3 separate regions of the Sus scrofa genome follow, and regions 1 and 3 are each linked to region 2. A link is a contact called in public Hi-C and HiChIP or PLAC-seq data. All regions are on one chromosome and are shown on one strand. Each heading gives the region's core, a stretch centred on a gene start, on an enhancer-like site or on the middle of the called end of the contact. The rest is flanking DNA. Distances are from core to core; before and after follow the strand shown.

The links. A called contact is a pair of places that touch in the nucleus more often than the background predicts. HiChIP or PLAC-seq counts read pairs in DNA pulled down with a chosen protein or histone mark.
Region 1: an H3K27ac HiChIP or PLAC-seq map of alveolar macrophages shows a contact between it and region 2. The contact joins the promoter of PSMB2 here to the promoter of C6H1orf216 in region 2. A contact is called at or near these places in 2 of 47 Hi-C or Micro-C datasets (fetal skeletal muscle and fibroblasts) and 1 of 2 datasets of contacts at active chromatin or transcription factors (alveolar macrophages).
Region 3: a Hi-C map of skeletal muscle shows a contact between it and region 2, with 2.2 times the contacts expected there. The contact joins the enhancer-like site here to the promoter of C6H1orf216 in region 2. A contact is called at or near these places in 1 of 5 promoter capture datasets (liver), 4 of 47 Hi-C or Micro-C datasets (embryonic fibroblasts, epiblast stem cells and skeletal muscle) and 2 of 2 datasets of contacts at active chromatin or transcription factors (alveolar macrophages and skeletal muscle).

The regions. Positions count from the first base shown.
Region 1 is chr6:91,827,776-91,831,626 of Sscrofa11.1, reverse strand. It overlaps PSMB2 (proteasome subunit beta type-2), which reads left to right and starts at 1,685. Exons shown (of 6, transcript XM_021095920.1): 1 at 1,685-1,912. The coding sequence starts at 1,822.
Region 2 is chr6:91,888,542-91,892,282 of Sscrofa11.1, reverse strand. C6H1orf216 (UPF0500 protein C1orf216 homolog) reads left to right here and starts at 1,780. Exons shown (of 2, transcript XM_021095921.1): 1 at 1,780-1,993.
Region 3 is chr6:91,943,617-91,947,821 of Sscrofa11.1, reverse strand. CLSPN (claspin) reads left to right here. Exons shown (of 26, transcript XM_021095923.1): 2 at 241-439. Among named protein-coding and RNA genes, the nearest start is that of CLSPN, 22 kb to the left of the region's middle. Within about 2 kb of position 1,976, at least 18 of the 83 cell types and tissues checked have an H3K27ac peak or open chromatin away from gene starts, as enhancers often do. A contact at or near this core is called in liver and skeletal muscle, where this site is marked.

The sequences.
Region 1 (3,851 bases), core at 436-2,935, 61 kb after region 2:
CCTTAACCCACTGAATGACGACAGGGTACTAACCAGCATCCCCATGACACTAGTTGGGTTCTTAACCTGCTGAGCCACAACGGGATCTCCCCCGCCCCCTGCCTTATGCGTGCGAAAGCTCCTGGGCCAGGGTTCAATCCCACGACCCTGCAGCCTGTACCATAGCTGTGGCAGTGCTGGATCCACAACCTGCTGTGCCACCAGGGAACTTCCCAATTCTCCCCAATTCTTAGTGAGATAAAACAAGTTATTTCTTGCAAATCCACTTTCCTCTATACTAACAAGAAGTTACAGAATCTCTAGTGTGACTTAGCTAGAGGAGATTTCAAGAGTCCCAGGGAGGAAAGGGCCAGACTAAAAGATACTTAGGTCCTTCCTTCTTTTTCTTCTTTTTTTTTTTTTTAGGTCCTTTTTAAAAATTGGATTTTTCCAATTCAGAATTTTGCAGCCTTTATGAATGAATGAATATCGGTATATACAAAAGAAAAAAGGTCTGGAAGGATACACATCTGGTGGGTAGCTACCTCTGGTGGGAGGAGAGATATTTAACTTCACTTCTGTATTACTTGTGTATGCATGTATATAAAATGTAACTATGTAATTTTTGCAACTGAAAAACACAAACACACACAATGACAAAGAGAGAGAAACAGAGAGAGGCTTGAGAGACTTCTTCCCCAGTAGTGTTTAAGAAAAGGAGCTTTCTAGGATGATGGATGTATCTGTGTTCATAGTGGGATGGTTGACTTAATGACCTCATTTGCCCCTGGCATCCATCCCATGATAGATGGGCTGTCCCAAACTCAAGCTCTGTGTTCCTTCATGGGCAGAGAGCTGGAAGAAACATTCCTAAGAGAGTAAGGACCACCCATTTCTGCAGAAGCAAGTGAATTGTATAGCTGTTTTTGTAGATACAATTGCAACCAGTTTTCCATTTCTGAGGAGGTTAGTAAGGCTAGCATGGAGACTCAACTGTGAAACTATTCCAATGTCAGAAACTGATCATGGAATATTTCAGTCCCCCCCCCATCCCCCGCAATGCCTGCAAGATATAAAGGGATGGCTGTGCCTTCTCCTATTAAAAAATGAGTGATATGTGAGCCTTGAGAAACACTCAAATAACAGATGTGTATAAAATAGAAAGTGAAAGTGCTTCCCTCAAATCACTGTTACCAGAAATAACTACATATAATTTGGGGTTGGAACGTCTATAAATAGACCTTTCATGATTTTAGTTTTCATGCTTAGATCTTTAATACAGCCACATTTTACCTTTATGAAGCATGTAACCAGGGCTCCTTTCAAAGGCTCTTTTTCCAGTCTAATCTAGTTTGCAGGGAAGGGGTTCCTGGGATTTACCGAGGAGAGAATGGAAACGGCCATCTAGGGACGTATGCCTTTTGGCACACACATGTACACTTTACATACGGTGCGTGATTTCCTCCCCAAGTGAGTTTTATTTTTATTTATTTTTTTAAATTACTTTTATTCTTCCATTATATTTGGCTTCCCAAGCGAGTTTTAAATTCTGTTATAAATAAAGAAACGAGGCATTACCGAAGGTAATTGGCCTATGCAGTCCAGATTTCAAGACACGACGTATAGTCACAAAGCGATAACAGACTTTAAGCCACCAATCGCCACGCCCACCTTCCAACCTCTCGCGACAGTTGAACGTCATCTAGGAGCGCCGGCTGCCGGGAAGGTCGCGCGGCCTGCGTCGCGCGGAGCTTCGCTCGGCGGTGCTGTCTCACCGGTGAGGCCGAGAAGTCGGCCAGTCCCGCGCTCTGTCGAACCTGCAGGCCCGGGCCTCCTGTCACTATGGAGTATCTCATTGGCATCCAGGGTCCCGACTATGTCCTTGTCGCTTCCGACCAGGTGGCAGCTAGCAATATTGTCCAGATGAAGGACGGTGAGAGGAAGCAGGGGAGGCCCTGCTGGGCCTGGATTTAGAGGCAGCGGGGGAGGAGTCGGGGTAGGGGTGGGGGTGAAGGGGTTTGGGGTGAGTACCAGAAAGGTCTGGGAGGTGAAACCCCGCCTGCCTTGGTCTGCGCTTACTTAATTTTAGAATTAAGAGACAGGCAGACAAGTTTAGGGCCTTGACTTTCGTTCTTCCCAGGGCTTCTGAGTCAGTACTTGCTCTGGCTTTTGCTGAATGCTTGGTAGGCGAGAGTTGCTTAATGGAAAATAGTTTTTAAGTGTGTAAGCGCCAGCCAGCTCCAGGATCCCTAGACCCCCAATCTCTGATAAATTTCCTCTTATCGCAATTGATGAGGTCAGTTTGATGGCAGCAGCAGGTGCTCCCAGGGAGAGTGAAAGAGACTATGGGGCTAGAAATCTGGCAGTTTCCATTGACTGACTATATCTTCCCCTGTCTTAGCGCTGATCCTTCTTTTCCAGGGCATTGGCTGCCACGTTTTCCTTCTATTTAAGTAGTTAGAGGACTTAGAAAACTGGAGCCCTGTCACTTACTTGCTTTATGACTTTGTGCAAGTTATTTTGCAGTGCCCAGATTTCCTCATCTGCTAAATCAAGTTAGTAATAACAGCCTCAAAATCTTGTTGCAAGGATTGAGTGAAGAAGTTTTGTGCAAATGTTTAGCACCGTAACAAATACTTAGTAATAAACATACCAAGCACTTAGGTATGTATAATTTTAAGCAACTTATATTAATTCATTAACCCTTTGAGATGGGCACTATTACATTGCCACTTTACAGAGTACACTTTACAGGCAAAAACGTTGAGAACCTTGCGTAAGGCTGCAAGTGGCAGAACCCAGATTAACTTGTGCAGTTTGACTCCCTATCTTTTGCCATAAGTGCTATACTATACTGTCTCCCTAGTTAGTATTTTAACAATGTTTAAAAGATTTTTGGTTGTTGATCTGCAGAATCCAAGAGTAGGTTTTCATAAACATTACTGATGTTGAAAAATTGTTACTCTTTGCAGATGATTTGATGTTCTTTTGACAGATAGGTTTTGGGCACCTGTATGTTCATTACAGTGCTAGGTGCTGAAGGAATGCAAAGAAGAGTAAGATGTGGCCCTAATCTGGACGTTTCAGTTTAATAAAGGATTCAGATATATGTACAAATAATTTAACAAGCTAGAAAGTGATCCTGGAGTTCCCGTTCTGGCTCAGTGGAAACAAAGCTGATGAGGAACCATGAGGTTGTGGGTTTGATCTCTGCCCTTGCTCAGTGGGTTAAGGATCCAGTGTTGCCATGAGCTGTGGTGTAGGTCGCAGATGTGGCTCAGATCTGGTGTGGCTGTGGCTGTGGTGTAGGCCTGTGGCTACAGCTCTGATTAGACCCCTAGCCTGAAAACCTCCGTATGCCTCTGGTGCAGCCCTAAAAAGCAAAAAAAAAAAAAAGAAAAAAAGGAAAAGAAGAAAGTGATGCTGCATATAAAAGATACAATCAAACTTCAAACTTCTTGGGTAGTGCTGAGGAAGCAGAGATTGTTTTTAGGTAATCCAGAGGAGGAAGAGATTCTAGTTGTAGAAACTGGAAGGCTTCGAGGGCAAATGCCAATTCATTTGGGGCTTAAGGAATGAAAAATTAAGTTGTTAAACATCTATGGTATGGATTGTTCCTCAAGTCAAATTTCTTTATGAAAGTCCATGATTAATTTGTAGAAGTTTTATTTGTAAACCGAGTTTTCCAAAGGAGTCAGTTTATTTTTTTGAGGGTAAATCTATCCATTACTTTGAAGACTGAGGCCTTTGACATACAGGTAAGTTTAGCATGAACTAGTGTCTAGATAGAGCAATAACCAAGTCAGCATAGGTGTTCTGTTTCATCACAATAATGTGTATGAAATCAATTCAAAAAATAAAATGTATTTTAA
Region 2 (3,741 bases), core at 531-3,030:
TCACAAGTGAGGATTTGGGTCACTTCCTAGGGAAGACAACTCCAGCTGAAGGTAAGGGGAAGTTAGAGTGATTAAGGGGAAAGGGAGGCTAGTTAGGCCTCAGGACCTGATGTAGAAATGGGATGGAGGTCTCTGCATGTGTATACATTTTTTTGGTTTTTGCTCTTTTTTTTTCAGAGATACACCCACGGCATATGGAAGTTCCCAGGCTAGGGATTGAATCAGAGCTGCAGCTGCCAGCCTATGCCACAGCCACAGCAAGTGGGCATCCAAGCCGCATCTTCGACTTACACCACAGCTCATGGCTGGATCCTTAACCCACTGAGTGAGGCAAACCCACATCCAAACCCACATCCTCATGGATACTAGTCAGATTTGTTTCTTCTATGCCACAATGGGAACTCCCTCCGCATATATATTTTTAGCTGGGGGAGTACCCAAAGCTTGAGTTACTTCTTCCTTTTCCGTTTTATTTCCTTTTCTCTCTTAAAATAGTTGTCCTAATCATAAAATGATTTTTCTCTTCCACTTCCTTTATTTTGTTTACAGGATGTGTTGGTGTGATTTAATTTGCCATTTAATCTCTATTGCAGAGTGGGAAGTTAGAATTAAGCTGGGAATGGAAGAGGATGCCTCATCATAGAGATCAGACTCAAATTCTCTTAAAAAAAAAAGCAAAAGAAAGGAGGGGGAAAGACAATGGTATTTTCTAATGTATTACGACTCAAAAATGAATCCATATTAGTTTAGTTGAGGGTTTTTGTTGTTGTTGTTGTTTGTCTTTTGTAGGGCCGCACCCATGGCTTATGGAGGTTCCCAGGCTAGGGGTCCAACTGGAGCTGTAGCCGCCGGTCTACACCATAGCCACAACAACGCTGGATCCTAGCCGCGTCTGTGACCTACACCATGGCCTGCCAGAACCTTAACCCACAGAGTGAGGCCAGGGATCGAACCATAGTCCTCATGGACACTAGTCAGTTCGTTAACTGCTGAGCCACAACAGGAACTCCTAGTTGTGCTTGTTTTTAATTGGCAGGGGGAGGGGGGAGCATGGGGAAGTTATAGCCAATTGCTTGGTTTGTCCAGTAAAGGTGAGGGTGTAGAAGGGATCTTCTGGAAGATCCTATGACCTGAAGGCTAAATTTGTCCCATATTTTTTTCTGGGGCTGCCTCTCCTTAACAGCCAGTGCTTTTCGGTTTTATCAATAGAGTCAGCAATTACTCTGTTCATTAAATGACTTTAATCAGATAAGCACAAAAGAAACATATAACTTTAAATGGTGATAGCTGCTATTAAGAAAAGGAATAAAACACCCTGGAGGATAACATAAAAAGGGGGGACTAATCTGATCTGGGAGGTTAGAGGTTTTTCTGAGAAGAGATCCGAAATATGAGATGGGGGAGAGAATTTTCGGCAGAGAGAACAGTGTGGCAGAAGGGGCGTGAAGCCCAGCTGCAGAGGCGAGGGCACAGGCTGAAGCCGCAGAGGTGAAGCAGGATGCTCAGAGCCCCACGGCTGCTGCCCTAAGGATTTAGCCTGCAATGCGGAAGCCATTGAATGGTTTTAGGCAGGAAGGTGGAGACATGATCAGATTTTCATTCTGAAAATGTCACTGAATGTGCAGTGAGGCAAACCGATCGGAGGGATCCTGTGAACGCAGTTATGAAATAAAACAGAGTCTGCAAGGGCTGGGTCAAAGGTGCCGAAGGCTCAGGAGGCGGTTCCAGCGCTCCGGCCCTCGCGCGGCTCCGCGGAAAACCGAACCGACCCACGTGGGCCTGGCCGCCCCGCCCCGCCGCGCTGACGCCGCGCGACTCCGCAGTCCCGGCCTGGGTGGGAGCGCGACACGAAAACCCGCACCCACGCCCCTGCCCGCGTGGACGCCCAGGCCAAGGGACAACCCCCCCCCGCCCCCGCCACAACCCCGACGGAAGAGTTCCCGCCGCGGGCCTTCGGAACAGAGCTAGCTGGGCGGGCCGGCGCCTCCAGGCCGTGAGTGGGGGCCCGGAGCGGGAGGGTTTGGACCCCTGCCGCAGGGGGCGGGGGTCGCAGCCTCGGCCCAGCTGCCTCTTTGGGGGAGATTAAGGAAGGGCCGTCAGTATCCTCGGTCTCCCGGGGTAGTCTCCTTCCCCCACCCCCTCAAGGCTAGGCAGGAAGGGGGGCTGCCTCCTCCCACCCTTACAGAGCGCCCCACCTCGGCAAATTGCTAATTAGCTTGGAGAGAAACCTGATCCTGGGCTGTCTCCATTCCCATTTTACCGTCTCTGAGAACCCCGTGATTCTTAGTACCACCTCCACTCATCCCAGCTTCCCTCACGGCCCCCGCCCAAGCTTAGAAAAAAAGAAAACATTGGGCCAGGAAGATCTCCAAGCCCCTTGCTTAACAGGATGGAGTGTGTAGGTTACAAAGGGACTGTCCCTAAACCGTTGCTCCTAGGACCTCTTCCCACTACTGAATGTGGGAAGGGTCCCTGCTCCCTCCACTTACACTATCCCTCACTCTTACTGAACCCCCACTTTTTCGAATCCTAGTAATATATGGTCAATAGAAAGCTCTCGTCAAGTAAACACTAATTTTGGGAGAGGTCGGTTGTTGGGGAGGAAGAATAATGGGGCATGCCCTCTTTCCAGGGCCTCAGGATGGAGCAAGCTAGAGGCAGGGGCACCGGGATTGTGCTAGACATGGAGGCTTCAAAGGGCCGGGTCAGGGGAGAGAGGCTTGTCAGTGGGGGAGGGGGTTCCTCTCTGAGCAGAGGGGCGAACCTAGGCTTCAGCTGTAGCCTCTGCTACTGTTGTTGGGGTCTTCCTGAGCATAGATATCCCACTGCAGTCCCCCTCCCCCATTCACACACTCACTCGGCAAGGATCTACTGTACCTGGTTAGTGCCAGGCTCCATACTGGCTCCTGAATATGATGGAAGATATATAGAGGAATTCTATCTCTAGTCACAGAGCCAGAAGTGGAAGCTGCTATTGTAAGACAGATAAAAAAGCAAAACCCCAAAAACTTGAATAGACATTTACTGACCATCAAGAAACAAACATGGGAGTTCCCGTCATGGCTCAGTGGTTAACGAATCCGACTAGGATCCCTGGCCTTGCTCAGTGGGTTAAGGATCCGTGAGCTGTGGTGTAGGTTGCAGACACGGCTCGGATCCCGCGTTGCTGTGGCTCTGGCGTAGGCCTGCAGCTACAGCTCCAATTCGACCCCTAGCATGGGAACCTCCATGTGCCGCAGGAGCAGCCCAAGAAAATGGCAAAAAGACCCAGGGCAGTGGGGATTCAGAAGAAGGCACAGTTAGCTGTGTTAGTGTCTTTTGGGCAGAGGGGAGAATATCCAGATGGCTTAGAGAGGTGGGGCTATTAGAGCTGAGTTTTGAGGTACAAAAAGGAATTGTCTGGGTGGCAAAGGGAGGAGTTTGGAGGGAAGGGGAGAGGAAGGGTAGTGTAGGCCAAGGGAACTGTGTAATGAGAATAATGGTGTGTCCTGAGATCTCTGAGCAGTTTGGGGTGGTGGGAGGGGCAGAGTGGCAAGAAGCAATTCTGGAGCCGTGAGCAGGGGCCAGATGAAGCACGGCCTTGTAGGCCATAAAGGGGTTTAGCCAGAGTTTGTTGGGGGGAGCCATGACAAATTTACTTTTTTTTTTTTTTTTTTGCTTTTTAGGGCCACACCCTGCCATATGGAGGTTTCCAGGTTAGGGGTCAAATCTGAGCTACAGCTGCCAGCCTATGCCACAGCC
Region 3 (4,205 bases), core at 727-3,226, 55 kb before region 2:
ACCCCTAGCCTGGGAAGTTCCATATGCCTCGGGTGCAATCCTAAAAAGAAAAAAAAAAGTAATAAATAAATAAACCAACACTACTCTCACTGTAAGCCATCAAATTTCTATAAAGCTTGAGGGAGGGTTGAGTTGTGAAAACACTTGAGTTTTTACAAAAACTGAAGAATAAGGCTGTATGGGAAACTGAATAAAGCAGGCCAGAGGAATTTCTCATATATGTTTTTTTTCCCTGGGTAGGTAGCCAGAAAAGGAAAAGGGAATTGAAGAAAAAACATATGAAGGAGATACTAATAGCTGCTGAGTTAATGTTTTGGGAGCTGCATACATAGAAGTTTGGAACTGGAAAGAAGAGAAGGGTCTGTGCCTGCGGGATACCTCTTCAGTCACCAGAAAAGCCAAGAGAGAGAGCTCCGATTTGGACAAAGAGCAGACAGAGGTGAGCTAGGAAGGGGAAATCTTTTATTCTGCATTAACTTGTGCCAAACTAAAGTGAGTCTGTATTTAGATTTAGTGACCTGTATGTATTCTCAATTTTGGTGATTGGCATCCTAGTCTGGCATTCACCAGTCCAGAAACCTGAGAGTTACTAGTTTTACATTGATTCTACTGTCCCTTGCCCCTCAAGATTATTCATCAACAAGCCCTGTCAATTTTGCCTCTTTTCCCCCAATCCATCTCCTCCTCTCTATTGTTACTATCACTGACCTAGTTCAGGTCTCTATAATCTCCCACCTAGATAACTGGTCTTCCTTGCAGTTTAATCCCCTTCCAATCCATCTTTCATATGCTGCCAGAATAATCTTTCTCAAGCATACATCTAACCATGTTGCTCTCCTTCTTAATAACTCCCTCCACCACCACTACCCTCAGCTGCCCATTCAGACTGTCTAAAAACTAAGCTCTAAGCATAGCATTCCAGACTTGTTGTTCCCTGTTTAACTTTTAGCCTTCCCAATTCTGGCCATTTCCCCACCCCCCGCCACAACCCAAACACACACCCCGTGCTCTAGCTGCCCTGACCTACTTTCAGTTCCCCAACACAACATGCTTCATCAAGCCCTTGCACATACCTGGAATGCCTTCTTCCCGTGCCAGCCAGGAACATTCCAATCCATCTTTGAAACTCAGTTTAGGAGTCATCTCCCCCTGAATTGCCCCAGGCAAAATCAGGGCCCCCACAGCTGTTTGTATACATTTCTATTACACATGCCTTTTTACTTGCCTAACTTCAAACAGCAATGGGAAGCTCTCTGAGAACTAGACTGTATTTTATTTATCTTTGTATTCTCTGTGTCTAGCTTAGGCTTAAAATAGGGACTCAAGTCTTGCTGAATGAGTGGATGAATATTTGATATGTATTTTAGGTTGCCAAAATTTACAGTAAAGGAGCTTCTGCCTACAAAATAGCTGATGGTGTGTGTGCTATCACGTCTCAGGAAAAGGCCCTGGTATTTTGTTTAGTTTCATTTTTTAGGCTTATTTTATTTTATTTGCTGTGCTCATGACATGCAGAAGTTCTCTAGTCAGGGACTGAACTAGTGCCAAAGCAGGAACCCAAGCGACAGCAGGGACAACAGCATATCCTTAACCCGCTGAGCCACTAGAGAACTCCTTGTGCTTATTTTAATCATTCTTTCAACAATTATTTATTATGCATCCACTATGTGTCAGGTCCTGTGCCATTTTTAAAGGTCAGGGAGTACACCACATCAAGCAAGAAAAATAGTTCTGGCCTCTAAGCAGGCATTCTCCTGGAGAAGCTTTATAACTATATGGAATTACAGTACAAAATTGTTTTTGAAAGCAGATTCTAGAAGATGTAATTACTTCACTATTCCAAAGGAAAATTTAAACAATTCGTTGAATAATTTTAAAATGAAGCAAAGAAGAAAAAGGTTTTAGGATAGAGTAACTACAGGCACTAGATGGACTGACATGACCAAGCCCTGTCACATGGTGGCAGTGCTTCTCCAGGGATGAAGATTTAGCAGCCAAGACCTTGAGAAAAGCAAACATTTCTCACACTTCAATTCCAGACAGGGAAGAGTACTAAAAATTTAACATGGTAGACTTTCTCAATTCACAGAAAAGATGAAGTAAAAGACATAATTTGCTCAACTTTATCCCTCCAAACTTTCTTAGGCCTTTGGAATCTGTTTTTGTTTGTCTGCCAGCAAGCAAATATAAATAGAACTTTGGAATGGGCTGAATGTGTTAAATTACACAGCTTATTTTTTCATAATTGATTAATTAATTTTTTTGTCTTTTTAGGGCCACAAGCACCTGTGGCATATGGAAGTTCCCAGGCTAGGGGTCAAATCAGCAGCAGCTGCCGGCCTACACCACAGCCATAGCAACTCGGGATCCAAGCTGAGTCTATGACATAACCACAGCTCGTGGCAACACAGGATCCTTAACCCACTGAGGGAAGCCGGGGATTGAACCTGCATGCTCATGGATACTAGTCGGGTTCGTTAACACTGAGCCATAATGGGAACACCAATATTTTCATAATTAATTTTTTGTATTGATTTTTTGTGATATAATTATAGATCCTACTAGTGAAAACATTTCCTAATTTATATGACCCAAATAAATGTGTCAGTATTGAAATGTATTTCCTGTATTCTTTTTTTTTTTTTTTTTTTTTGTCTTTTTGCTATTTCTTGGGCCGCTCCCGCGGCATATGGAGGTTCCCAGGCTAGGGGTTGAATCAGAGCTGTAGCCACCGGCCTACGCCAGAGCCACAGCAACGCGGGATCCAAGCCGCGTCTGCAGCCTACACCACAGCTCACGGCAACGCCGGATCGTTAACCCACTGAGCAAGGGCAGGGACCAAACCTGCAACCTCATGGTTCCTAGTCGGATTCGTTAACCACTGCGCCACGACGGGAACTCCTATTTCCTGTATTCTTATACTTTCAGGTGCTCTGCCAATCAAGCCAATTTGAGAGGCATGGTCTAATCCAATGTTTCCTAACTACAGATAAGGAAAACAAGGCTCGAGAAGCTAAATGTCCTATCTAAAATCACAAAGCCATTTATGGAAGAGGTTCAAGGCTAATTCCTGCCAAGTGAACACTCCAGACCTTACCTTCACCTCCCTCTATCAACTTCATAAACAGAGCTTGTTGGATGATTAACCTTGAGAATCAAGAGACAAAGAGGAGTCAAAGTGACTTCCAGATTTCTGAACTGGTGAATTGGATTATGGCGCTCTATTCTCACCAAAATTAGGAATACAGATTGCTAACTTCAAATACAGACCCACTTTAGCTTGGCCCAAGTTAATACACAGAACAAAAGATTTCCCCTTCTCAGTTCACTCCTGCCACCTATTGTCCAAATCAGAGCTCCCTCTCTGTTTCTCTGGTGACTGAAGAGGTGCTCCCCAAAGAGAGGAAAATGCTAATTAGTTCTGGAAATGCTAATATCAGAAGTATCATCTCATTTATTCACTTCCAGAGGGTGTACAAGAAGAATAATATAGTTGTCAAGTGAGTGAGTTAATGTTTAACAAATTAAACTGACTTGACTGACTTCCCTACTATGAGCCAGGAAAGCCCTTGGTTCTCAAAGTGTGCTCTCCATACCGGCTGCATTAACATCACCTGAGAATTTGTTAGAGATGCAGGTTCTTGGGCCTCACATCAGACATACTGAATCAGAAATTCTGGGAATGGGGTCCAACAATCTGTTTTTACCAGGCCTTCAGGTCATTCAGATGCATGTTTAAATTAAAGAACGACTATTCTAGAATGAGAATATGGTGTTAAAGAAAATGTGGTGTTAAAGAGCTTGTCCTCTTTTATTTTTTTTATTTTTTTATTTTTTTGCCATGCTTGCAACATGAGGAAGTTCCAGGGCCAGGGGCCAGGGATAGAATAACCTAGCCACAGCAGTGACAATGCAGGATCCTTACCCCTCTGCCCACCAGGGCACTCTGGACAATGCTTGTTCTTTTGAAGCAATGATATACAAATAGACAAAAATAAAATTTTAGCTAGAGGTGAGTGCTACCAGGGAAACCAGTACAGGGGACAGAAGGACAATGTAGAAGGTGTCCAGGAAAGATCCCTTTGAGGAGTGTGAGCTCGGGAGTCAGAGTGAACGGGGTGTGAATGTTGGCTCCACCAGTTACTAGCCCTTTATTTTTTTTTGGGGGGGGATAAGGTGTACTTTATTTTATTATTATAAAAGTA